Regions from separate parts of the Mus musculus genome. Here regions 1 and 2 are each linked to region 3. The links are chromatin contacts, called in public HiChIP or PLAC-seq and promoter capture Hi-C maps. All regions are on one chromosome and are shown on one strand. The core of a region is the stretch at or near the end of the contact, and the rest is flanking DNA. Distances in the headings are between cores, read along the strand shown. Region 1 holds the start of Papss1 (3'-phosphoadenosine 5'-phosphosulfate synthase 1). Region 2 has its middle 200 kb from the start of Tacr3. Region 3 holds the start of Npnt (nephronectin).

Evidence for each region. Promoter capture Hi-C pulls out the DNA fragments that hold promoters and counts their contacts. HiChIP or PLAC-seq counts read pairs in DNA pulled down with a chosen protein or histone mark.
Region 1: an H3K27ac HiChIP or PLAC-seq map of microglia shows a contact between it and region 3, with 9 times the contacts expected there. The contact joins the promoter of Papss1 here to the promoter of Npnt in region 3. A contact is called at or near these places in 2 of 39 promoter capture datasets (hippocampal neurons and liver) and 2 of 115 datasets of contacts at active chromatin or transcription factors (astrocytes and microglia).
Region 2: a promoter capture Hi-C map of the HPC-7 cell line shows a contact between it and region 3, with 8 times the contacts expected there. The contact joins the enhancer-like site here to the promoter of Npnt in region 3. A contact is called at or near these places in 5 of 39 promoter capture datasets (the C10 cell line, the HPC-7 cell line, hippocampal neurons and 2 more).

What each region holds. Positions count from the first base shown.
Region 1 is chr3:131,563,246-131,566,687 of GRCm38.p6, forward strand. It overlaps Papss1 (3'-phosphoadenosine 5'-phosphosulfate synthase 1), which reads left to right and starts at 1,523. Exons shown (of 12, transcript NM_011863.2): 1 at 1,523-1,738. The coding sequence starts at 1,679.
Region 2 is chr3:134,628,066-134,631,429 of GRCm38.p6, forward strand. No RefSeq gene overlaps it. Among named protein-coding and RNA genes, the nearest start is that of Tacr3, 200 kb to the right of the region's middle. Within about 2 kb of position 1,291, at least 48 of the 459 cell types and tissues checked have an H3K27ac peak or open chromatin away from gene starts, as enhancers often do. A contact at or near this core is called in the HPC-7 cell line and second pharyngeal arch cranial neural crest, where this site is marked.
Region 3 is chr3:132,947,939-132,951,560 of GRCm38.p6, forward strand. Npnt (nephronectin) reads right to left here and starts at 2,353. Exons shown (of 14, transcript NM_001287101.1): 1 at 2,035-2,353; 2 at 109-209. The coding sequence starts at 2,105.

The DNA.
Region 1 (3,442 bases), core at 273-2,772, 1.4 Mb before region 3:
TTTGTCCACATTTTCTTGTTTATCATTGTCCTTATTTTTAGTCTTTTAGTCTCATTCTTGTGACTGCTATAAGCAGAATTTAGAATTGTATTGAAATTCAGTCCTATATACTATTAGATTAAGAATCCCCTAGATAGAGCTAAAGGATGGAACACGCCTTGAATCCCAGCACTCAGGAGTGAGAGGCAGGTGGATCTCCGAGTTTGAGGTCAGCCTGGTTTACAGAGTGAATTTCAGGACAGCCAGGGCTATAAAGAGACATCCTGACTCAAGAACACAAAAACAAACAAACCAGAAAGAAAGAAAGAAAGGAAGAAAGGAAGAAAGAAAGAAAGACAAAACAAGCAAGCAATAAAGACATTTTATATATATGGTGGAGGAATAAGATCTGATTTGCATGTTAGAAGTACCTGTCTGACACTATTGAGAACAGAGAGGTTGGCAGAGGAGTGATACTTGTTGTGTGCGTCTCTCTGTGTGCGTGGTGTGTATGTGTGTGTGTGTGTGGTGTGTGGCGCGTGTATCTGTGCAATGACGACTCCTGTTAGACGTGGAGGAGGGAGATTAATTTGAGACTTTGTCAGTGGAGCAAATAGGAACTGACTTGCTAGCAATAGGCTATGCAAGTAAGCCTCAAGTGTTGATTGATATGTGTGTGTGTGTGTGTGTGTGTGTGTGTGTGTGTGTGTGATCACTGGTCGTCATCAGTAGCGGAGTAAGCAGCTAAATTTTGTGAGACTGTGGATGTTTGCAGTTATGGTTATGGTGAGCTTAAAGTTATGGGGATGAGTGCGAAGGGTTATAACTCCTGGAGAAGGCCTCCCCCTCCCAGCCCCATTCTTTTACGAACTGATCATGGACTATATGTGGTTGGAAATGCCCTTTATAGGTGAGCATTCCGCCTTGCGTACCAGGGAACCTGGATTTTAGTCCTCTATGAGTAGCAAGTACTAGAGAAGCCCCTTTGTGGCTAGTCAGCGGCAACAAACACTGCATAGAAATTTCCTGATAGAAAGCGGCTCTCCAAGTGGGAAAGGCGTCACCTTACAAATACTTTCTAATCCTTGATGAGATACAGTTGATGTCAAAAAAACATTGTGCACTGAGTAGGATTGCAAAGCGGTGAGCAACATGTAATGGTGAATTCACTTAAGTAATCCTACTTTTTGCAGGGCTGGGAAACATTTTTTCAAAGTCGGCCTAGTTGACAAGCGCACACATCGAGCCTGTGCAGTGTTTGCGGAAGAAAAGCTAGAGAGCAGCAGGAGCCCACGTCAGCTTCTTCCCCTACCAGCCTCAGCTCTAGGGAGCGTCTCCCACGCCCAGCTCTGCAGGCGTCGCTCCGCCTCGCTCACTGCGCATGCTCAGCATCTGAAGGCTCTCTTCAACAAACCCTCAGACCACGCCCCTCGTCCTGGGTCAAGGCGGAGCTTCAAGCGCCCCTCCTGGTGATTGGATGTTGAGGTCTCGACCCCGCGCCTCCGCTTCGCCCCGCCCTCCACGCTGCTCGGATGCCTAGCTCCAGCCGAGGCGATCACTAGCTGGAGCGCACGTCAGCGCGCGCCTGAGCCCGGGGTGCAGGCCCCGCCCCTTCTCCCTGCTCCGCCCCGCCCCTCGGCCTCTCTCCCACTGCTCGGCCCCGGGGCTCTCAGCAGCAGTGCATCCGCGCTCCGCGGCCATGGAGATTCCTGGGAGTCTGTGCAAGAAAGTCAAGCTGAGCAATAACGCGCAGAACTGGGTGAGTGGTGGCCGCAGGCCGGAGCGCGGGGAGCGTGGGTGGCTGTGGGAACCGCGGGCTGCCCGTGCATCCTGCGGGAGCCGGGGGCGGGGACCCGGGCGGCGGCGGCCGGTGAAGGCGAGTCCAGGCCCGGAGCTGTCCCCTAGGCTGGCGAGGCGGAGGGCTGCGGCGGAGGCAGACGGAGGCGCCTCTGCACGTTCCGGGTGTGCTTGGCCCAGGTTTGGGTCGGTCTCCGAGTCTTTACGTTTCTGAGTTGCAGTGTACTGAGAGAATAACAATGTGGTCATTCATGGATCGGGACTGCAGGACTGAGGTTCTTTGTGTCTCTGTTTTAAATTGGAATGTCGGACACAGACATACTTTTAAAGACTCGATTTCTGGTGACAGTTAGGTGTGGGAAGATTAATAGTTTCTAACATTGAACAGCGAGTGCCAGTTGGCTTCATTGGCCAAGTGCTATGGCTTCAGAGGGTCGTTTACTTCTGTAGTTTATTCATTGGTGGTGGCAGCTAAGATGGTAAGCGCGAAGCTGGAGACCATCCAACTTTGGAGGCTGCAAAGGCCCTGCTTCAGCGTTAGATGGATTTTTTTTTTCTTTTATTCCGCAGGTAACAGGATCATGAAGTTTAATTTAATCTTGTAAATCATCACCTGCCCTTGGTGAGTCAGGAGAAAGTTAAAAAAAAAAACGCTGTTTCAGGCTAGTGTTCTTTTGAAGTCATTGATTTGCCACGTCTGCTGTCAGATTCAAGAATTCTCACTGTCTTCTTTCATCCTTTACCTTAACTTCTTAGAAGGTGAGAGGGATGTGAGATAAAAGGGAGATTAGGAGGTTGGAAGGGACAGACTCCTGGCGTGGGCTCCAGTCCCCCGCCTTGCTGTTTGTAAGTTGGGTGATCTTGAGGACAGTCACTCCACTCTGAATCTCAGGTGACTGGAGGGTGTAACAGTGTGTCCTTCTCAGGATTGTCTTTCTGAGTAGAGAAGATAACGAAGGTGAAAGAGCAACGAAACCATTGCTCTGAAACTCCGATTCAGCATCACTATTGTTGCTAACAGGATTTTACGGATAGGGAGGTAAGTTGACTAAATTGGAGTATTTCAAAGAAGTTTCAGTAATACTGTCTGTCTATAAGTCATTTATTTAAAGATCATTTTGTTATTTTTTGAGTCTGAGTGTTTTCCCTGTGTGTATGTGTATGCACCAGGTGCGCGCCTGATGTTCCAGAAGGGTGTGTAGGATCCCCTTCGGGCTGCAGTTACAGGTAGTTGTGAGCCACCATTGTGTGTGTTCTGGGGATCCTCTGTAAGAGCGAGTGCTGTCAACTGCTGAGCCAACTCTTCTGCTGCCCTAATTCATTTATGTATTACATTATTTGCTAATGTAGAGATCCATATTTGACAGCTATAAAAAACCATGGGGCTCAGGGCTTGCTTTGCAGTTGCCCATGGCAACTGATTGTTAAGGGCATATGTTTTTATGGGCCACAGTGAGTGGCCTAAGATAGGAGTTTTATTGCAGTTTAGAGGCAAGGTTAGTTTGGCCCCAGGGGTTTTTATGAGTTTATGGAGAACCTCATATTTCTGAGGTGGGTGGAGCCATTACATCCCTGAGCGGAGACATGTTTGACTACTGAAGGTAGTTTTTGTTGGGGAGCAGAGATAAAGATGGGGTGGAGCAGGGTTGTGTAATGTAAATGTTTG
Region 2 (3,364 bases), core at 41-2,540, 1.7 Mb after region 3:
TTTTCTGTTTCATTCAGTTTCTTGACTTATTCCTAATTGATTGCATTGTGTACTAAGGAGATACTGTCTCTCTGTTATCATACTGTGTATGATATTATCCTTGATCTTAAACTAACCAACTTGGAGGAATAAAGGGGGAAAAGAAAAGAAACATGTTAATTTGTCTTTTCTCAAACATGGAATACTCTGACTGTTACACAAATAGTAATTTTCTTTGTTATATGTTAAAAGTGTTAACAATTAGCCAGAGAATGGGAAGAAATGATCTGTGGGGAACTCTTAAGGGAGTGCGAATTCCAAAATTAATTTTAAACATCTATAATGAGGACAAGAATAGAGGAGAGACAAAATGAAAGGAAAGAGAAGGAGAGAAGAAATGAAGGAGGAGGAAGGAAAAAAAGCTAAAAGGAACAACTGATGCTTCCCGTTCACATCCGGGATGTCTGTCGGCCAGCTCAGGATGTCTGTCGGCCAGCTCAGGATGATTCCCTAGTCCAGAGCACCAGGTATGACCAATCCCATGTTTAAATAGGCCTGCTCCAATCCAGGTCTCTGCTAAAGGAAAGAATAAAACACTAGGAGAGAAATGGATCCTGTGGCTGACAAAACCACAAATATGCCACACAATTTCTATGAGCTATTAAATATGTAAAATTAAAGGAGGGGAGAGAGGTGGTGTTATCAAATCCATTGTATACACAAAAGTGAAAATTTCAAGAAATATATTTTAAAAATTCTTCTAAAAGGCTTTCAATACAAGATGGACAAGATCCCCCCCCCCGTGTGTGTTTGTGTGTGTGTGTGTGTGTGTGTACTTTTTACTGTTTTATATTTTTGTTTTTTAAGAAAGGAAAAAGAACATAAAGTTGGATGATGGTGGGGAATCTGGGAAGAGTTGGGGGATGGGAAAAATATGATCAATATATATTACATTCTGATTTTTAAGAGATAAAATGAATTCTAATTCCGTATTCAACAAAAAAAAAAAATCTTCAGAAAGTGACCATTTTAAAATAACATTTTACCATTGAGAAGAAGACATTGAAGAAATGATGTATGTTTCGAAATATTTTGAATTTAAAGACCTTTCACATTACCTAGCTAGGAGGACAGACAAACCGTGATTTTTTTTTTAAACAAATATCCACATATCATTCCCGTCTTCCAGACCTGGAAATGGATTTTATAGCTTGAGAGCATGACAGAAACATCTTCTGCTGGATTTAAAGGCTGGCTTCATGGTCGCATGAAAGAAGATTAGGGTGGGTGTGGGGAGAAGCAGGGCTGGACTTCCGTTCAAACGCCTCAACTATAAAAGATGAGTCATTGCTGCGGGTTAGTCAAGCTGACCCTTAGTGTGAAGGAATTGCAAAATGAAAAATAAATAACTCCACTGACTTAGAATATATGCCATTTCAGGGAGAGGGAGAGAGAGAGAGAGAGAGAGAGAGAGAGAGAGAGAGAGAGAGAGAGAGAGAGAGAGAGAGAGAGAGAGAGAGAGAGAGAAAGAACAACCCTTTGTGTTTGCTCTGCTAGGAAAAAAGAAAGAAACTGTGTATCTCTTAAGTGATGACTGATTATTTACCTATGAACGAGGCCATCCGTATCTTTATAGCTGTAGCTAAACACTATGTCCCTGTCATCAGTCTCAGCAAATGGAACAGCAGAAGCCCCCACAGAAGCAAGGGTGCAAATCCCTTTATCTGTCTTTGATTATATCTAAACGGGATGGTTAATGGGCCTTGTGCTGAAGCTTCTAGTAAATTGGCCATTTGCTTTCACGAACACATTCTGGAATAGCTTCCAGGAAAAGCAGGCAAATGAATTAATATTTACCTCTGTAGCCATGATTTCCCCCCATAGCTCCTCTTCTTCCCCTTGAGAATTATAGGAGAAAACGAAGAGCAACGAGTGCCACGGAGCCGCGATCTTCCAGTGCCACCTAGTGCTGCTTTTATTTCTGAACTGCGCTGGCAATTTTTATTAATGGCTGAGTAATTCCAGATGTTTTTGACTTACAAGACTGAAAGCTACTCAATCTTTATTCCACATGGAATGCTTCTCAGTAATAATTTCTGCAAATAAGAAAATGAAGGAAACAACACCCGGGCATCATGGAAGTTTGAAAGGGAACCCAGGCAAGATATCTTTAACTTTGTTTTCTGAAAAGTTGCCTTTTACAATTCTGAGCTCTTCCCAGGGGAACACTTTCTCCCGCTGTCAGCATTCGGTGGTTGCTTGCAGTTCTTTGTCTCGGGTTGAGTCTCCTTGAGTGTAGGGTGATTCTTCCACACTGGGTGTCGATTCCTTCCACTTAGGGTGTGGATTTCTGTTGTCAGCGCTCAGGTCATGTTTGGGCAGACGAGGGAGGAAAATGACGTAATTACCATAATCCCAAGAATGTTTTAAAAAATCAAATCGCTACCAAAAACTCAAGAAAATAAAAGCCATTTCTTTGATCTAAAAAAATACAGTTTGATCTATGAAAATAGCTATCTTAGTTCTCTAATTTGACAGAGTCCACTAATATTTAATGATTTTACTACCCAACCATCAAATAGCACAGATGAGAAATGTGAAAAACTCTGGCTGGTTGGTTTTCTTCTCTATTAAAATGAGGTTTTTAACCCTGCAGCATGCTAACCTTTGTTGTAAGGACTTTCTTCTCCGTCCATCTGTGTAAGTTCTGCTGCGGCTGACACTTTGTTCATGGGAAAGGAAAAGTGAAAATAAACAGCCTTTGAATGCAGTAGATGTGTGTGCGTGTGTGTTATGTAGGGTATGCAAGACATGTGTGCTGTGTCTGTGTGATGTGTGAATGTGGAGTATGTATATGTGTTATGTGGGTGGTATGTGTGTGTACATGGTGTGTTGTGTGTGTGAATGGTTTAAATGTGTTGTTTGTGGTGAATGTATAGGTGTTATATGGTATGTAGTATCTATGGTGTGTATACATGTGTGGTATGTGTGGCGTATTATGTGATATGCATGTATGTTGTATGTGAGTGTATTATATGTGGCATGTGTATGTCTATGAGTGTGTGGTGAATATGTGTGTGTGTGTGTGTGTGTGTGTGTGTGTGTGTGTGTGTGCGTGCGCGCGCGCGCAATGGAAGCTAGAATTCACTGAACCTGGACTTCGTAGAAAGGCTAGGATGGCTAGCCAACAAAACTAAAGGATGCTTTTGGTCCTGCCTTCTTGGTGGGGGAATGTATGTGTCACTGTGCCAGGATTTATGTGGGTGGTGGAGTGGTCATGTTTGTGGAGTCAGAACTGCCAACTTCTCTCACTTTCCCAAGAAGCCTTCTCCCTATCTTTGATTGTTGTGGACATTGATAATGCTGTTGCACAAGAAACTCAGCT
Region 3 (3,622 bases), core at 1,103-3,602:
AAGCCCTCCAAAGTGCAGAGTAAAGTCTAGAACCATCACACACACACACACACACACACACACACACACACACACCAAGGAACAGGAGTCTCCAGCCCCGATACTCACGTTGGCACTGTCCCCAGGACTGGCGGGCCCAGCCCCAGCAGCAGTCAATCCTGCCTCCATAGCGACATAGGCCGATTGAAGAAACTATTTGCCTGGGCCACCTACCAAACAAACAAAATATTTAAAATAAATAAAGACACCTGAGATTTAAAATAATTTCCCCTTTGTTTTATTTAGAAAATGTATATATACTTAAACCACACCCAGTAATTTTCTACAAGCTCCTTACTGCCTGCAAGGAATTGGAGAATAAGACACCTTCCCAGTAGTAGTCCTACAGTGATCTAATTTCTAATTGTAAAGTTAAATGTACACACACCCAGCCCACAGGAGTAGGGAGAAGAAACCAGGTTGGCTGCAACCAAGAAAGCTCAGGCTACTATTCACGGGATGGTTTCTGAAAGCTTGAAATAAAACAGATTAGCCAGACTCACAGCTGTTGGGGGCGGGGAGGAGGGGGCAGTTTTGACTAATGCACCGGGACGCTGAAATGTGCTGAATAACAGATCTGTCAGAGCAGAAAGAATGTTTGCTTCGTATAAAGGGCAGATAAGGAAATGGGCAAGAAGAGGAGCTTATTCAAAAATCAAATGCAACCAACCAAGCTCTTTCTATACAACTGCCTCCTCCTCCTCCTCCTCTTCCCCACCACTGCTGTAAGAAAAGCCCAAAACCAGGCCGTGAAGAGTGTCTCAAGTGTCCTCGTATTTTACAAGCTGTCTGCATCAGCAATCCACATTATTTCCCTCTCCGATGTAAAGTGTACCCAGAGAGACTCCAAGTTTAGGATGCAGATTTATGCATCAGATCACACTTACACCTGTGACTGTTAGCCTGTTTAGATTCACACCTACCAGACTTTCTGGACACCTAGGCTGTGTGTGTGTGTGTGTGTGTGTGTGTGTGTGTGTGTGTGTGTGTGTGTGTTTCTTTGTAAATGGACACCTAGGCTGTGTGTGTGTGTGTGTGTGTGTGTGTTTCTTTGTAAATATGTGTGCCCCAAAGTAATGCACCACAAATCCAAATGTGGGCAAAGAATTGCTTTTGGAAAATAAAAGGCTTAGCCTCTGGCTGCTTTCCACTCTTCTTTAAACTCTTTATCTCTTCAATTCATCTTCGCTTTACCCTCAGGCTCAAAGTACAAAACAACCCCAACTTCTATTTCCTCCGACCAGGTGGTGAACCGGGAGCGGGTGCCTTTTTCTTCCGCGCTCCGAGGCTTTTCCTCTGGTCCCCTCCAGGGACAGGAAAGCCAATCAATCCTGGAATTGATTCGTTCCAAGATTGCAGGTAAAACAGGTGCGGCATCTTCAAGGCAGCCCTGGGACAAGCTCTGAGGGATGGGGACAGGGGTGAGTGGTGGTGTGAGCCAGCGGGAAACCTGTCCAGCTGAGGCCTTCAGTGGGGACTGAGCCCGGGATCTCCGGGGAGATCGCGCGGTGCGCTGCCTTGGGGGGACACGCTGAGTGACAGCAGAGACCCTGCCGGAGGTTGTTGGGACCTGTCAGAGCAAGCAACAGTCAGGCCCGCCAGGTCTGAGCGGTGCCGCGTGCTACACACACACACACACACACACACACACACACACACGCACCCCGAGCGCCTCCTCTCAGTACTCATGTTAAGCTTGTGTACACCGTCCCCCCTCCGAACCACAAACCGAGAGCCCTCGGGTGCCATTTGTTCCAAGTACGGTCCTCGCCGCCACCCTTTGTCGAATCGCCGGGTCACCTGCAAGTTTCCCCTCGGGACACAGTCCATCCTGATCACTGGCTGTAGGGACGCTCCACGCGTCACCTGTGTCCCTGCTCCTGCCCGCTCTCACCGCACACGGGGCACGAGCCTCTCTTTCTCCTGAGCCCGGAGCCAGGCTGCTCCACTCGAGGTCCCTGAGGGAAAGGGGAGGGCACCCGAGACCCGCCTCACCTCCCGTCGAAGTCGGCAGCCACCTGCAGGTAGAGCGAGGACGCGAGCACCGCCGCTAGGAGCACAGCCATGCCGGAGGACCGGGACGCGGGGACGCTGAAGGTTGCGGGGAGCTGCGCGTCCCGGGATCTCCCGGCCGCCTTCGGCGCGGCACCCGCGGCTGCTGGGACGCACAGAGCGCAGCGCGCAGCCGGGCAGGTCTGCGGCGGGCTGGCAGAGCCCCTCCGGCTCCCTCCTGGCGAGGGGAGGCGCTGCGGCGGGAGCCGCGCCGCCCGCGGGGAGGGGCGAGGCGGGAGGGACGCGCCGCGCAGCCCGCCGCCCTCCCTGCCCCGCCGCCCTGGTGCCCTGGGCGCGCGCCGGGGCTCGCCCCTCCCCGGGCCCCAGGGGCAGGGGCGGCTCAGGGGCGGGGATGCGGCGCGCAGGCAGCCTCGGCCACGGGTGGCGCTTGCCCCCGGGCTGCGAGAAAAGTTGGGAGCAGAGCTAGGGAGAGGGCTTGTCGGGTGACCTGCCTGAAAAAGTGAGCCCAGCCGCCAGAGGCTGGGGCGACAGTGGGGTTGGAAGTGGAAGTACGCGTTCTGTGGGGGTAGACAGATGCCCCCCCACATACACACACAGGTGGTCTATAGGGGAGAACCCAACTTTTCTGCACCTACCGGAGGGGTTCCTGGACTGATGAAGGCAGGCAGACCCAGATTGCTTCTCCTACAGAGCTGGAATATCCCTGCACCTTTTAACGGGGGTGGGGAGTGTGGTGGGGGGGGTTCGGCTCTCAGGTCGAATTTTGAAGAAGAACTCTGGGCTCAGGAGAAAGAGAAGAACCTTGGAAAACTGTCTGTGTCCTGAAGCTCCACTTGGTGCACCCCCGTGGGTAGGGCAAGTGCTCCACCCCAGAGGAAGGGGAGTTAGTTACCACTTAGCTTGTGGTGTAGCTGGTCTTGAGGGGACCTCTTTAGAACCATTTGAAGTAGTTACTGAGCTATCATAAAAAGCATTGCACCAAAGGACTGAAAAGAAATGATTTTCATAAATATACGTTCAAACTTAAATCATTCCCGTCCTTAGGCCATACCCCCAATGGCTGGCTGTCCTGTCCTCTCTCTCTTCAGTCCATGATCTCCTGGCCTGGCACCCTCTAGGCATGCATTGAAGAGGTTGTGTGTATAGCTGAATCTCACTTCCTTGCCTAAAAGTCACCCTAAAAGCCAAATATGAATGCTGTTTAAAATTCTTATCTTCCCCTCTGGTGTCACGTCCAGCCATACTTTGCCTTCCCCCCCCCATTGTACTGATCTTTTCTCTTACAGCATAATTTGTTTATCTATGTCTTCTTTCTGTTGTAATGTAAACTCTCCAAGAAGAGCTATCTTTGTTTAGTGCCTACAACATTGCCTGGCACATAGTAGGTGCTCATAAATGTTAATCGAAAGTATTTGCTACCGTACATTCAACTGTCACTCCGTTCGCATCATTTTAAGGTTTCTGCTACTTCAAATTGTTAACGAAAAGTTCTGTGCCAGTTTGGTTACACTATCCTGATTTATCAGTATGTGTAAAAACAGGACTTTTCTGCAAGAAAAGGAAAAATAAT